Linked DNA regions of Ovis aries: region 1 is linked to region 2. The links are chromatin contacts, called in public Hi-C maps. All regions are on one chromosome and are shown on one strand. Each heading gives the region's core, a stretch centred on a gene start, on an enhancer-like site or on the middle of the called end of the contact. The rest is flanking DNA. Distances are from core to core; before and after follow the strand shown.

Region 1 (6,719 bases), core at 3,469-5,968, 59 kb before region 2:
GCCTCAAATACAGGATCGTCCAAAGCTGAGGTCCACCACCTGCCCGACTTCCCTCCGGCGTACTCTGGGCGCTGAGGCGGCAGAAGGTTGCAAAGACCCACCTGAGCCTGCCCCTGGGTCACCGGACTCCCCAGGCACCGCCTGCTGGGGCCACCACACACAGCCACCCTCCTCAGGGCAGAGGGCTCTGCCCCCAGAGACTCATGGCCTTCAGGCGGCCCGGCCCCGCTCTCTGGGACTTCCTGAAGGGCCTTCGCAACAACACAAACCTCTTTTTCCGACCCCGAGCCCTGTAGACACCTGACCGGTGGCTTCTGGGGAAGGTTCCCTCTCTCTGGGTGGAAACAGATGAGTCACCTGGCATGAATGCGCCTGGCACATGACAGCCCCGATTCCCACGCCCTGGCCACAGGGGAAGCAGCAGGAAAGTCACAGAACTTTCTGCGGGTCCCGGCTGGAGGCTGCAGAGCCAGGGTTCACACCCAGGTCGGCCTGAGACCCAGACACCCTGGAGGGAAGACAGCGGCTCTCCCCTTTAGCCCAGAGAGCCGGGCTGCCCCCGCCAGCAGAACCTCTGCAGACCGGTGGGTGGTGGGTGAGAGCGAGACGGCGCGGACCCTGGGGGTGGCCACAGTGCCCCCACCCTGCCCCACGAGCCTGGACTGGGGCCTCCCCACGGCTGGGCCTGGCCAGTCGTCATGGCTGATCCCTTGCCTCCAGCCTGAGGCACCCAGAGCTGGGGCCCGCAAGGACGGCACTTCCGTTCAACTTCCCAGTGGGTCTGCAGGGTGCTCACAATGGGGTCTCTGTGGGCTGAGCGAGGCGGGCTGCCAGGCCAGACAGGCAGGCTTCCCGCCAAGGTGGTGGTGGGGGGAAGCACCAGGCCAAAGGGAGGAAAAAGGCCGGCACCCTAGCCCTGATCCGGGGCCTGGCTTGGGGAGGCAGGAACTCCCAAAGTTGCCCAGGTTTGGGGGTGGGAGAGCCTCCCCCAACCCCATCCCTTTGAAGCGCCTCACCCGGAGGCCAGCGGTGAGAGCTGCAGCAGCGAGGGCAGCGTGCGGCCGGAGCACTGGTCTGGGGCAGGGGGCCCCAGGCTGCCCCGTCCCAATCCCCCGGTGATGGCGCAAGGAGAGACGGCTCCTACTTCCCCCAGCCCAGCACTGCCCCTGACCTCCCCAGAGCCCTCTGCAGAAACACGGAGACTGCCCCCAGCCCTACACGCACGTACATCCCAGTGAGCCGAGCCGAACGGCAGGGAAGGGAGTGGGCATTCTGGGAAGCCACGCATACTTAATCACCCAGCATTAATCCGCCTCCCCAACAATAGCCCCTGCACTTCCACTGAATCCCAGCTGTCGGTCTCTCAATGAAAGGAAACAAGATTTAGGGCATCAAGCGTCGGTGAGGCTTCTGCAGGAGGAGAAAAAGGCCCCAAAAAAAGCAAAAAAAAAAAAGAAAGTAGTGCGCATTCATTAGTGTCTGACAGAGACACAATGCATTTTGTCCATTAAACTGCTCACAGACCTGCTTAATTGGCTTCAGTCTGGGGCCGGGGTAGCGGGGAGGAGGGGGCTGCTTGCCCACTGGCTGGGCCGGCAGGGAGCCCGGGCTGGGGGTTGTCAAGGGAATGGGCCGTCAGCAGTTGGAATGAGGGCGCACCAGCCCGGCTGGGGACTCACTTCTGCAGCCTGGGGAGGGGGCGTTTCTCCAGCCGCCAGGAACCTGCTCGGTATTCCCATCAGGGACGAACTCAAGTTGAAGGGCATCAGCCACAGCAGAAAAACTTCCCGAGAGGCTTGCCAGTACTCGCAGGCGGGCAGGCAGGCGATAGATCCTAACCAGGTTCCCTGACACCACCGCCACCCCCGCCCCCCACCCCCGTTCACAGCTGAAGACCCAGGGCTGGGAAGGCGAAGGGCCTGGGAGGTCAGAGCTGGGGACAGAGACAGAGCTCCTGGCAGGAACTCCCACCCATACCCCTGCGGAGACGGGCACGGCCACCACGATGAGTTCCAACCTCCTTTCCCCAACCTCACCTGAGGCCAGGGAAGGCAGAGGGTGGCAAAGGGTGGGTGTGCTTTTGAACTAGTCAGTTTCTCGCTGAGAGGCACCTCCTGTTCAGGAGGCGCTCACCTGCCTGGAGCAAGCATCACCTGCCCCCAGCAGAGGCACTCCCCCCAGCTGGCAGGGTGGGGCGGGCCCGGCCTCCCTGCAGACGCTCTGGAGCCTCCCTGCAGGTCTCAGGGACTTTGGGAAGAAATGGGGGAGCAGGGATGCCCACCTAGCACCCCAGGAGCCTGAGGTGGTCCTCAAAGGAGTGCTCGAACCCCCAGAGGCCAGGCTGGGCTCCACACGCAGCGTAATTGCTGGTGATTAAGTAATTGCCAGACTTTGTCCAATAAAACCAGCACGTGACCGCGCCCAGCCTTCTGGGCCATCTCCAGAAGACAATGGCCTAGTGTTCTGCCCCCGCTGGCCCGCTGCAGAAGGCAGGGGCTCCGCTCCGACAAAGCAACAGGTCCCTGCAGGGGCGCGGGGGCCCATACTCACATGCAGGCCTCGGTGCCGTTGGGGAACGCTTCACACTTCCCGCCGTTCAAGCAGGTCTCACCGGGCTGGGAGCAGCGCAGGCCTGGGGAGGGGCAAGAGGAGAGGTCAGCCTGGCCCGCACCTCCAGGGGCACTGCCTACCCTTCACCTCCTGTCATGGGGTTACTGGGTGCAGGGGGCCCCCAGGAAGCCCTGCATGAACCCTAAGGGGGCTCAACATTCTGCCCACAGTTCTGGGATCAGAGATGGGACGGGGAGGAATAGACTGGCTGGGTGGCAGGTGGAGAGGTCACGCTCAAAGTGGGTAGAGGGGTGGGGAGGAGTGACCTGAAATGCATTGTAGACAGCAGGGAAGAAACGCTGGGATGACCCTGGGCCAGTCTCCCAAACTTCTCACCCCTCACCCCGGCTTCACTGGGGACCTTGGCTGGGCTGGGGCCCCTATCCAAGCACCAGGATTGTCTTGCTGTTCAAATAAGTTCTTCCAAGGGGTGGCGCTTGGGGGGGGGGTGGTGCTGGCCACACTCAGCTCCCCCGCTCGTGGGAAAATGCGACAGCTGCAAGGGCTGCTGCCCCGCCCGCCAACAAAGCGCCAGGCGGAGGAATCAGAGCAGCCCATTGTCGCGCCAGGGCCGCCTCCTGGGGCACCAGGACTGCACCCCAGGGACCTGGCCACGCCTTCACCGACACCCAACACCGGCTCCCCAGGGTGGGCATCTTCAGTGGCAGCCTCCCCTGCCACACACAGCCAGGGGCTGGGGGCGAGGCTGAAGATGCTCCATTTGGAAGGAATTTGACTTCATTCCCAGGAAGGGATCAATTAATCCCCCCCTTGCCCCCCCTTCTTACCAAGGCTATGTAAATTAAGCCCCCTCTGGGGGGGGGGTGGGGATGGGGTGTGACATGGAACCCCATCTTCAGGAAGCAGGGAACTAGCTCTCCCTCCAACTTTTAGGGGAAGAGAAGCATTAATCACCATCCGATTCCTCGGAGCTCCTCTCCACGGGAAGCGGAGAGGAATGACCGCCCCGGCAACCCTTACAAGGTTTCCAAACGTGAACTCCACAAAGTGAAAGTTCATCAGTAGCAGCTGAATCTTCTGCACACAAGACCCCCACCCCGCCAAAACTGTGAGCCAGGATAGGGGTAGCGACCCGCTGTGGGGAGGGGACACCGCGGGCAGGGCGGCCAGGAGCGGGGGGACACCTGGGTCTGGGCCCTCGCCCGGGTCCTGCGCGAACTCTTCTACTCCGAAGGGAGGCCGGGCTGGGCCGCCTGGCCCACCCTGCTCCCCTCTGCCCAACACGCTGGGCAGCCAGGTCCCGCAGTGCGGTTCAGTAAAGACGATCGCGGCACCCTGGACCCCAGGCTCCGCGCCCCAACATCCGCCCTCGGCGCGGGCAAGAGGCGAAGAAAAAAGATAAATGGCCCCAAAGCAACAGGAAACCAAAACCGACTCGATTCAAATCGAAAAGCAGTAGGCAGCTCGTCCGCCCGCCCCGGGAGCGAGCCCCACGCGCGGCTGGTGAAAGGCGAGCCCAGGGCTAGGTCTCCCAGGCCCCCAGATGCCCACGCCCGGCTTCAAAGCCGACTTCAAACCCGGCGCCAAACTCGGTTCCAGGCGCGAGCACCGCCAAGTCCGTCCCGATCCGGCAAACGGAGCGGGGGAGGGTCAGTCCTTCTCCCCGAGCCCGGGACTCTGGCTCCTAGCCCGCCCCGGGTCGCCCGGTCCCCCTCCCCACCCTGGCCGCCAGCTCCCAGGCACCCGGGGACTCGCGCCTAGGGCGCCGCCAAAAGTTTCCGAAGGCGCGGAAAGTTGCGGGCTCGCGGCGGGCAGTCGCCTACCTCGTGCGGCGAGCGCGGGCAGCAGCGCCAGGCAGAGCAGGGGCGCCAGGAGCGGCGGCATGCCTGCCCACCGGCTGCCCGCTGCGCCCGGGGGCGGCCTCCTGCGCCCGGCCGGCGGGGGCTCCGGCACACCCGAGCGCAGAGGGACTGTCCCAGGGGCGGTGACGGCCCGCTACTGCCCTCTCCTTCCGGCTGGAGAGCGTCCCTGGGCTCTCGCGGCCTCCCCGGCCCGGTTCCGCGCCCGCGATCGTTCCTACGCTGCGCCCGCGGCCCGCGCCCCGATCCCGGGGCCCGTGCGCTCCCTCCCGTGGCCGAGGCACTAGTGAGGCGCCCGGCCGCCGCGCGCTCCGCCCCCGCCCCGCCGGCCCCGCCCCCGGGGCCCGCCCCCGCCGATCCCTCCGCACCCCGCGCCCCCTTGCTGGCCGCGCCCCTCTGCTCTCCTCGACCAGCCGCGCGCCTCCTCAGGCTGGGGCGCGGGGTCCCGAGCCCGGGTCCTGCGGGGGTGGGGGTCGCGGCCGTGCGGAGCGGGGTCGGGGCCCATGCCCTAAGGGACTACTTCTCGTTCGAAAGTTTTCGGAGACCCAAAGTTTGCTCCGGGGTTGCGGAAGGATCCGGCTGTGGGCTCCCGCCGCGCTCGGCGACAATTGGCACAGATTTACATCTCAATAGCGGAGGAGGCGCAGGCGGAGCGAGGAAAGGGGCGCCTTTGACAGGCCTGTCCCCGAGAGGAGCTGGGCTGGGCAGGCGAGTGTGGGGGTCCCTGGGACAGAGGCTCTGGGAGAAGTCGCTCCATCGGCAGCCCTGCGTCACCCCTGGCCCGGGGCTTTAATCCTAGGAGCCCCCCTGGTAGCAACTTAAAACCTCTGAAAGTTCCAGCCTAGACCTGCCCCCACCTCCGTGGCTGTGAAGACCGGGCCATTTGACCCTGAAAGATGGTGGTGCCGCGGCTGCAGCCTCTGCCAAAGGGACCCTGGGGACCCCCAAGGAAATAGCCTGGGTCCAGCGCCCGGCCAGAAAGATTAAGCACCAGCTCCCCCAGGAGGGACCGCCTCCGGACGCTCCTTGGTCACCGTCCTACCCCTTCTCCCGCGCCTCCAGCCTAAGGTGGCCCGCGAAGCACGCTGTGGGTCCGGCAGCCCTGGACCCTCCCCCGTGCTCCTTCCGGGTGACTTATTTCTGCACCATAACGCCAGATTTGGGCATCCTGTGCCAGCCCGGGTTAAGTGCTGGGCGTCCAAAATGCCTGCCATTGTCCCTGCTAAGCTGGTTTACAGCCTCGCACTGGGTACAGAACAGCACCGCCTCTCAACACAGGGCAGTGAGCCGGCGTGCGGTTCCCTGGCAGGAGAACCCTCAGGACTGTAGAAATCCCAGAGGCTGGCTGAGAAGCCGCCCTTGCCAGGGAGGCCCAGAGAGGTGGGCAGAGTGGGGTTTGCCTGCTGGTGGGTAGGTTGCACCAGCCCAACCTCCTTGGTACACCTGTTGCAGGGCACCTGGGGGCAGCTGGGATGCAGTTGTGAGCACCAGGAGGAACAGCTTGTCCAGCTGCTTCTGGAGCCTCCCTGGCCTGCCTCCTCCAGGAAGCTGACGGCATGGCACTTCTCAGAGCCTGGGGTAACTTCTCTCGGGGTCAGTGCCCGGGAGAGGAGGCGCCTGGAGGCAGCAGAGATGTTTACATATCAGCAGCCAGGCGGCCTGGAGGAGCAGATTTTCCGCAGCAGGAAGAGGGGTCGGCTGCGAAGTCCCTCCCCTGCCCACCCCTCAACAACCAGACCACAGTCTCAGGGCTCTGCACACCACAGCCTCTCCTCTCCCAGGGATGGACAGAGGAGGGCTTCAGGGCCGCCACCCCTCTGGGGCCACTGCCCGCGTGCCCTCCTCTTGGAACCCAGCGTCTCTGCCAACAGGCCCCAGATCAAAAGCAAAGGGCCATCCAGCCCTGGCTTGGGAGCAAGTCCTCAGCCTTCCACCGAGGAAGCAGTCTTGGAGGAGGGACTTGGGACCGGGAGAGTCTCACCTGAGTCTGCCAGCCCTGCCAGGCCTACACTGGGCCTTTGCCCAGGGGCCGGGTACTCTCATTAGCCTGTGATACAGATAAGGGGGCCTCCCAAGCTTCTAACCCCCATGCCAGCCACCTGCTTCCTGGGGTATCCCATGGGTGACTGGGGCCCCCAGGAGACCCCAGCAAAACCAGAAGTGCCTGGGACTGGGGAGGGGCATGTGTGAGGCCAAGGTCAGGGGCTGGGCGGGGCTTCCCTCCCCTCCAGACCTGGGAAGGAGGTGGGCCAAGCCCTGGCAAGTGGGCACCAAGCTTTTCCAATCACA
Region 2 (6,386 bases), core at 2,073-4,572:
CCCACCCGCCTCACCAGCCCAGGCACAGATGTGTCCTGCGTCCTGGCCGATGGTGGGGGCCGGGGGAGGGCTGTGCGGGTCTGCCCCTGAGCACCCCACCCCCGCCGCTTTCCAGAGCCCCGGCCCCAGGGAGCGAGGCCGGCGGAGCGCTGCCCAGGAGCCCCCTATCCGCCCAGGCCCCCAGGCCAGGAGCAGGAAATGCTCGGTCACAGCTGTTCACATGTGGGGGATGGTGGTGGGGAGGATGTGTGGGGGGGGACACGTTCTTCCTTGGGTCACAGAAGCTCCGCCTCCCCCCATCTTCGGGAAGCCTGGAGGAGGGAGTTCTGGATCCCAGCCGCCGGACAGCAGATTCCAGAGCCTTCTCCGGAGCCCCTCCTCCCCGCTCCCCACACCCCACCGCCCTGCCATGGCCCCCCGGGGGTGGGGGGTGCTCCCCCACCTCCAGTTGAGTTATCCTCCCCGATGGAGGTGATTTCCTCTGCTCGGCCTCCTCCCCACATTCGCCTCCAGAAAGACTAATTAAAAATGAACCCGGGCCAGGTCAGGGGCCGGCCCGGGCCCTCACAGCTGTCAAAACACACTGTGCCTGCGGGGCGACCTGGACCGGGGAGGCTGCCTGGCCCAGTTCACAGGCCGGGGGGCTCTGAGACCCCTCTCTGCTGCAGTAGCTTTGACTCCATCCTGCTTGCCACCCGGCTCCGCCAGCCCGGCAGTGTCAGGGATTCATCACTATCGTTGCGCTTTAAGAGGCAGAGAGAGAGGATGGTCTGGGGAGACCCTCGGGACTGCGGTGGGTGGGAGTGCTGAGAGACATCAAGGGTGCAGGGGAGGGTGTGGGGGCTTGGGGTGAATCTCGGCCTTAGGGTCCAATGGGCCTGGAGGGTGAGGGGTACTGAGACAGCACAGGAGATATGCAGGCCCAAGTGGGCAGGCCAGAAGTGGTGCAGGTGTGGGTCTGAGCTCGGGATGGTCCCTGAGGCAGAGAGTGGACACGTCGGCCCACGGCTGTCGGTTGGAGCTGGTGGGGGGTCTTCGGGAGGGAGTCCTCCCCAAGGGCAGTTGGTACAGAAGGACCCTCAACAGGTGCCAGGGCCAGAGGGCTTGTCTGGGCTGGGAGGGGCAGGTTTAGGGAGAGGAGCGGTGAGCCCAAGGTGCCAGGACGGGGGGGGTCCCTGAGCCAGAGCCCAGGGAGGGGACAGGGGCGTGCCGGGGTGGGGTGGCTAGGAGAGGCAGCCAGGCCAGCTGGGCTCTGCTGTATGACAGCCCCGTACCTGACAACCCAGCCGCAGGGGCGAGCCCACGGTCATGATCCCCAGGGCCGGCCATCAGGGTGATCTTTGGGGGAGTCTGGGACAGACTGTGGGGCTTTGCTGGGAGCCTTACTGCGGAGGCAGGGAGTGGGGAAGGGCCCCAAGAGGAGGCAACCCCACCCAGTGAGGGGACCTTAGGTGAATCTCTGCCTCTCTGGCCCTGAGAGCCTCGCCCGTGGGCTGGGAACAGAGCGTGGAGCTGCTGCAGGGTGGAGGAGACCGTGGATGAGAAGAGGCGCGTTTGGGAGCAGCTGTGAGGGAGATGCTGGATTTGGGCAATCAGGAGCCTGGGAGCCGGCAGTCAGCCACTCCAGGGGTGCCCTGGGTGGGGAAGGCGAGCAGGAGGCCTCCTGGACAGGTGCAGGGAGGGGCAAGCCAGGGCTGGAACCTGTATTTCAGGGCAATAAATTCCCCACCAGCCGAAACCAGAAGAAAGGGATGAGAGAAAGGAGACGCGAGGTCCGGGCCTGCTCAGGCCCAAAGGGAGGCTTTTCTGAGGCCCATGGGCAGCTGGGCAGAAGCTGGGGGTGGGGCGGGGGTCTGCTGGGGCCCCTGGTGGCCGCCTGGCTAATTACTCTGCAGAAGTGTGGAGGAGGGCCTGGCCTGAACGAAGCTTCAGTCTTTTAAAGGACAAGGCACCATGAACTTATCTTTACTGTCAGGCACCACGCGTAGGCCGACTCAATGGGCATAATTTTGAGCAGACTCTGGGAGGTGGTGAAGGACAGGGAGGCCTGGCATGCTGCAGTCCATGGGGTCATAAAGAATTAGACACAACTCAGTGACTGAACAACAATATGCATGGGGGGCTTCCCTGGGGGCTAAGATGGTAAAGAATCTGCCTGCAACGCAGGAGACCCGGGTTCAATCCCTGGATTGGGAAGATCCCCTGGAAAAGGGAATGGCTACTCGCTCCAGTATTCCTGCCTGGAGAATCCTACGGACAGAGGAGCCTGGTGGACTAATGTCCATGGGGTCGCACAGCGTCAGACACGACTGAGTAACTAACACACAATGAAAACACATGTGTAGGACCGGCCATAAGACGGGGGAAAGGCCACAGGCTGCGAGGCGTCCGCCCAGGGCAGCTCCAGCTCCGTGAGAACCACATGGCAGGGAGCAGAGCTGGGGGACTGGGTAGCCGCCAGCACAGAGCTCCAGGCCGCCTGCCTGCCCGTGTTTTTTCCTTTCTTCCCTTCCGTGTGTCTGCTGGTTTGCCTGTGCCGAGCAGCACAGCCTGTTTTGTCAACGAGCGCCCTTTGGTTGAGGTCAGGCCTGGCCCCACACGTGCTACCTGCCCTGCCTCGGCCGCAGGCCAACACCCCCCAACCCCAAGGGCTCGGAGCCCAGGGTTTGGGAACCCCGGGTCGGGGGCGCTCACAGGTCACAGATGAACCACCTCCCCCATCCTCACTCCTTGAGCGAAGCCATCACCCTTCCTGCAGGTGAAGAAAAGGAGGCAACCAGCAAACATTTAGGGACACCGCATCAGTGCCGAGGCCAGCAGAGGAGAAAGAGGACGCAGTGTCCCCGAGCAGCCTGAAAGGGCCCCTGCTGGACAGGCAGGGCGCGGGGTGGCTGTGAGTGTGCAGGGCATAGCAGCAGGTAGGCCGGATGCCCTATCGCCTAAGGAGGCTGAGGGCCCGTTGAGGCAATGTAGTCTGGGAGGACTTTTGGGGGGAGGAAGAGGAATTTCAGGGGCGCGTGGAGGCTAGGCACTTCTTTTGACCCCAGTTTTCCCCGTGTGAGGAGGGAAGATGCTTGTCCTATTGGCTGATCAGGTTTGTTTAGCTTCGATTTTTGGAAGACAGCAGATGAGCCCATGGACAAGAAGTTTCTAGGGCTTCTGCTCCCTTCGTGTGGGTCTGTTTCCCATTTGCACAGTGGGTCCAAGAGGCTTCATGTGCCAGGGTTCACCGGCGAGCCCCGGAGACATGTAGGCTGAGCCCTAGGCAGACCGAGGCTGTTCCGGGCTCGGCACGCTCCCCACCCATCTCAGGAGCCCAGGAGGCAGCTTCTGGGACTTGCCAAGGGCTCAGAGGTCCACACCCTCCCAGCCCAGAGAGCCACTCATGAGATCGTCAGCAGAGCAAAGAGGAAGCTGGGCTGGGAACTTGGTGGTGCAAGCCAGTCCTCGGTGCTGACGACCTCAGGAGCTTGTGCAATGAAGCTGGGGTCCGGAAAGTTGGCCGCCTGTGGCTGCACGCAACGGGAGGGCCAAGGGGTCACGCCGGAGGCAGCCCACTGGTCCCGGTGGCCCCAGGTGAGCCACCACGACAGGTCAGCCCGACTTGAGCCGGCCAGTGGGGTCCCAGCCCCCACTCCGGCCACTGAGGCCTCGCTTACCACCCCCAGCTCCAGGGCGTCCTGGCCTGGGGGCTCCCAGGGTACAGGTCACCCCCCACCCCACGCTTTAGTGGCCACTGTGCGTCCTGGGGGACCCGTCCCAGCCTACTTCCTGCCATGTCGCCCTTCCGGCCCTCGGTCCCCCAGGACAGAGCAGGAGGCCTAGGCCCTCGGTCAGAGCCGGGCTCTGCCTTTGAAAACAGACCTGGGTTCGAATCCCGACTGACCCTCCTTTGAGCGCACCCTGTGGCAACACCCTTCCCCCTCTGTGCACGGGGTCATGACAGGGTCATGAAGGGGGTCATGACAGGGTCCACTCCGGGGTGATGATGCGGGACATGAAGGGGTCCACTCGGGGGTCATGGTGGGGTCTACTCACTGGCCAGGAGCCCCCTGAGATGAGGCCAGAGCCCTCGGTCTGGGAGGGCCCTCAGGGCTCCTTGCTGAGAGGAGAGCCCTAGGTGGGCTGGGAGGCTCTGGGGGAACCGTGCGGGGAGAAGCTGAGAGAGGTCATTGCAAGCCGCGGGGGCCCAGGCCAGGGCAGCACGAGCCGGGCCCAGGCTTCGTGTGCCAGGAAGCCGGGCCCAGCAGGGCCCAGGAGCAACAGTGTGGTGACCTCATGCCAGCTCCTCCCACAGCTCCTGGCTGGCGGGACTTCCCCCCAGCTTTGCCCAGCACAGGGCTGGGTGGAGGAGGCGGGGGTTACCATGTCCCCAGCACCCCCCAGCGGCGACAGCCCCCCAGAGGACAGCCCTAGAGTGAGGAATGGGGCCTGCAGGCCCTCCCCCAGGACTCCCAGACCCAGGGCAGATCAGATCTGGGTCGGCTGGACCCTGGTTATCTCGGCTCCCCCAACAGGGCGCTAGATACAGAGCCCAGAGGTCCCGGCCAGGCAGGTTATCAGGAGCCACGGAGATCCTGACCTCACCAGACCCAGGCTGGGCATGGGGGTGGGGGTGCCCGAGGCGTTTCCAGCCCGCCCAGTACCCGTTATCTGGTGCAGCCTCGCCCAGCCCAAGATAATTGCCCAGAGCAGAGATAGATGCTGGGAATAAGGCCAGGGGGCCAGCTCCCAGCTGGGGAGGGAAGATCCGCCAGGCCAGGCCAGGCCACAGCAAAGGGAGGTGGGCCCCTGGGAGGGCGGCCCGGCCTCGGTGGAGCAGCTCAGCCCAGCGTTCGCTGGGAGGGGAGATGAGTTGAGTGTCCTAGTGCAGAGGAGGCCCAGGGCTGGGTTGCCCGGGGCCCAGGTATGTTGAGCAAGAACCCAGACTGGGGCTCACTCTCCCGGCTTCCTGCCCCAAGGACCATCTTCCCGCGACAGGCCACACTGTCTGCAGGCCTGGCTGGGTGTTCTCCCCTGGGAAGGAGGCTTCAGGATCGAAGGGGTGTGCCCAGCCCGGCCTGGGGCTCCCAGGGCAGCCCAGCTCTGCCAGGGACCGGCCGGCCGGAGCCCCACGCCCCAGGCAGGCCTCCCCTGTGCCAGGCCCAGCACGTGACTCCTGGCCCGGGCAGGGGAAGGAGACACCCGCCCCGCCCACCCGGGGCGCCAGGGGCTCGTGAGAGCGGAGAGTGCCTAGAAGAACGGGATACACAAAGCCCCTCTTCCCACGCGAAGGGCCTTCCAGGGCCCCCAGCCCGGACCCACCCGGCGCCCGGGGCTGTCTTCCTGCCCACTCTTGCGACACGCGCTGAGGGCTGCCCAGAAACCCGATCTCAGGCTCAGGCCCCGACGTGCCCCCGCTGTCTGTGTCGTTCGGCTCCTTGCCGTGGCGGGCAGCCAGTCCAAGGCTCCGTGGAGGAGCTGTGGTCCTGCCCGCAGGTTCTCCAAGGGGCAGCAGTGGGCACCACCTCCCAGGCAAAGGGGCTCTGAAACGGGACCCTCCACAAAGGCCTCTGTCCCACCAGCCGGCCAGGACAGCAGATGAAGCCAGCCCCTGACCCTCTGGCAGTCTGGGGCGAGTCCACCCAGTGCTGGCCCCTCAGCGTGCCTACCTGGGCTGGGCCCCCACCCCGGCCTCCTCCAGAAGTGGTGCCACGCGTGCTGCTCCCCTGAGAGAGGGGCGGGGAGCCCCTCCCCTAGGCTGGGGGCTGCCCCAGGAAGCCCCCCTGTCTCCTGGGAGAAGGGGCTCTGTGCGGCCTGTGGGAAAGGGACCCTGAACACCTTGGGATGGTGTGGGATGCTAGGCGGGCATGTCCGGGCCTCGGGGGACTTCTCCAGGACCTGAGTGATCAGAGCTGGGCAGAAGCAGCAGGTCTGCCCGGGGAGGGGGCACCGGACACCCCAGGACCCTCCAGCCTCAAGCCCAGCCTCCGTCCCCCCCAGCCCCCTGCTCCTCTTGGGTGGTGGGGGTGGGGCAGGCCAGGGCAGGTGGGCAGGTGGGCAGGCGACCTGATACCCTGGCTTCCTGTTCCCAGCAGTGGCCCCTGCAGGTGGGGCTGGTGACAGGGGCCTTCCTTCCTCCACAGCAGATGTCAAAGGAGCTGCAGGGACAAGGGATAAACAAGCCGTGGGCCTCCTCCCCGTGGAGCTGCTGGAGCAGGGCCCTCACAGTGGGTTTAGCGGGGGAGGGGATTGGCCCGGCAGCCAGAAGCCTCCTGGAGGCAGGCAGTCCCCTCTCTGCATGAGGCCCAGGGTCCTCTAGCTGCTCTCCACACTGAAGCCCGCAGGGCCGCCCTGCATGGGTGCGCAGGTTGGGCACTGCGCAAGGGGCCGGAAGCCATCAGGGC

The links. A called contact is a pair of places that touch in the nucleus more often than the background predicts.
Region 1: a contact with region 2 is called in a Hi-C map of blood, with 4 times the contacts expected there. The contact joins the promoter of NOTCH1 here to the enhancer-like site in region 2. A contact is called at or near these places in 9 of 16 Hi-C or Micro-C datasets (blood, hypothalamus, muscle and 3 more).

Annotation. Positions count from the first base shown.
Region 1 is chr3:2,961,344-2,968,062 of ARS-UI_Ramb_v3.0, reverse strand. NOTCH1 (notch receptor 1) reads right to left here and starts at 4,718. Exons shown (of 34, transcript XM_027966164.2): 1 at 4,395-4,718; 2 at 2,551-2,632. The coding sequence starts at 4,455.
Region 2 is chr3:2,901,152-2,907,537 of ARS-UI_Ramb_v3.0, reverse strand. No RefSeq gene overlaps it. Among named protein-coding and RNA genes, the nearest start is that of EGFL7, 40 kb to the right of the region's middle. Within about 2 kb of position 3,322, at least 13 of the 54 cell types and tissues checked have an H3K27ac peak or open chromatin away from gene starts, as enhancers often do. A contact at or near this core is called in tail adipose tissue, where this site is marked.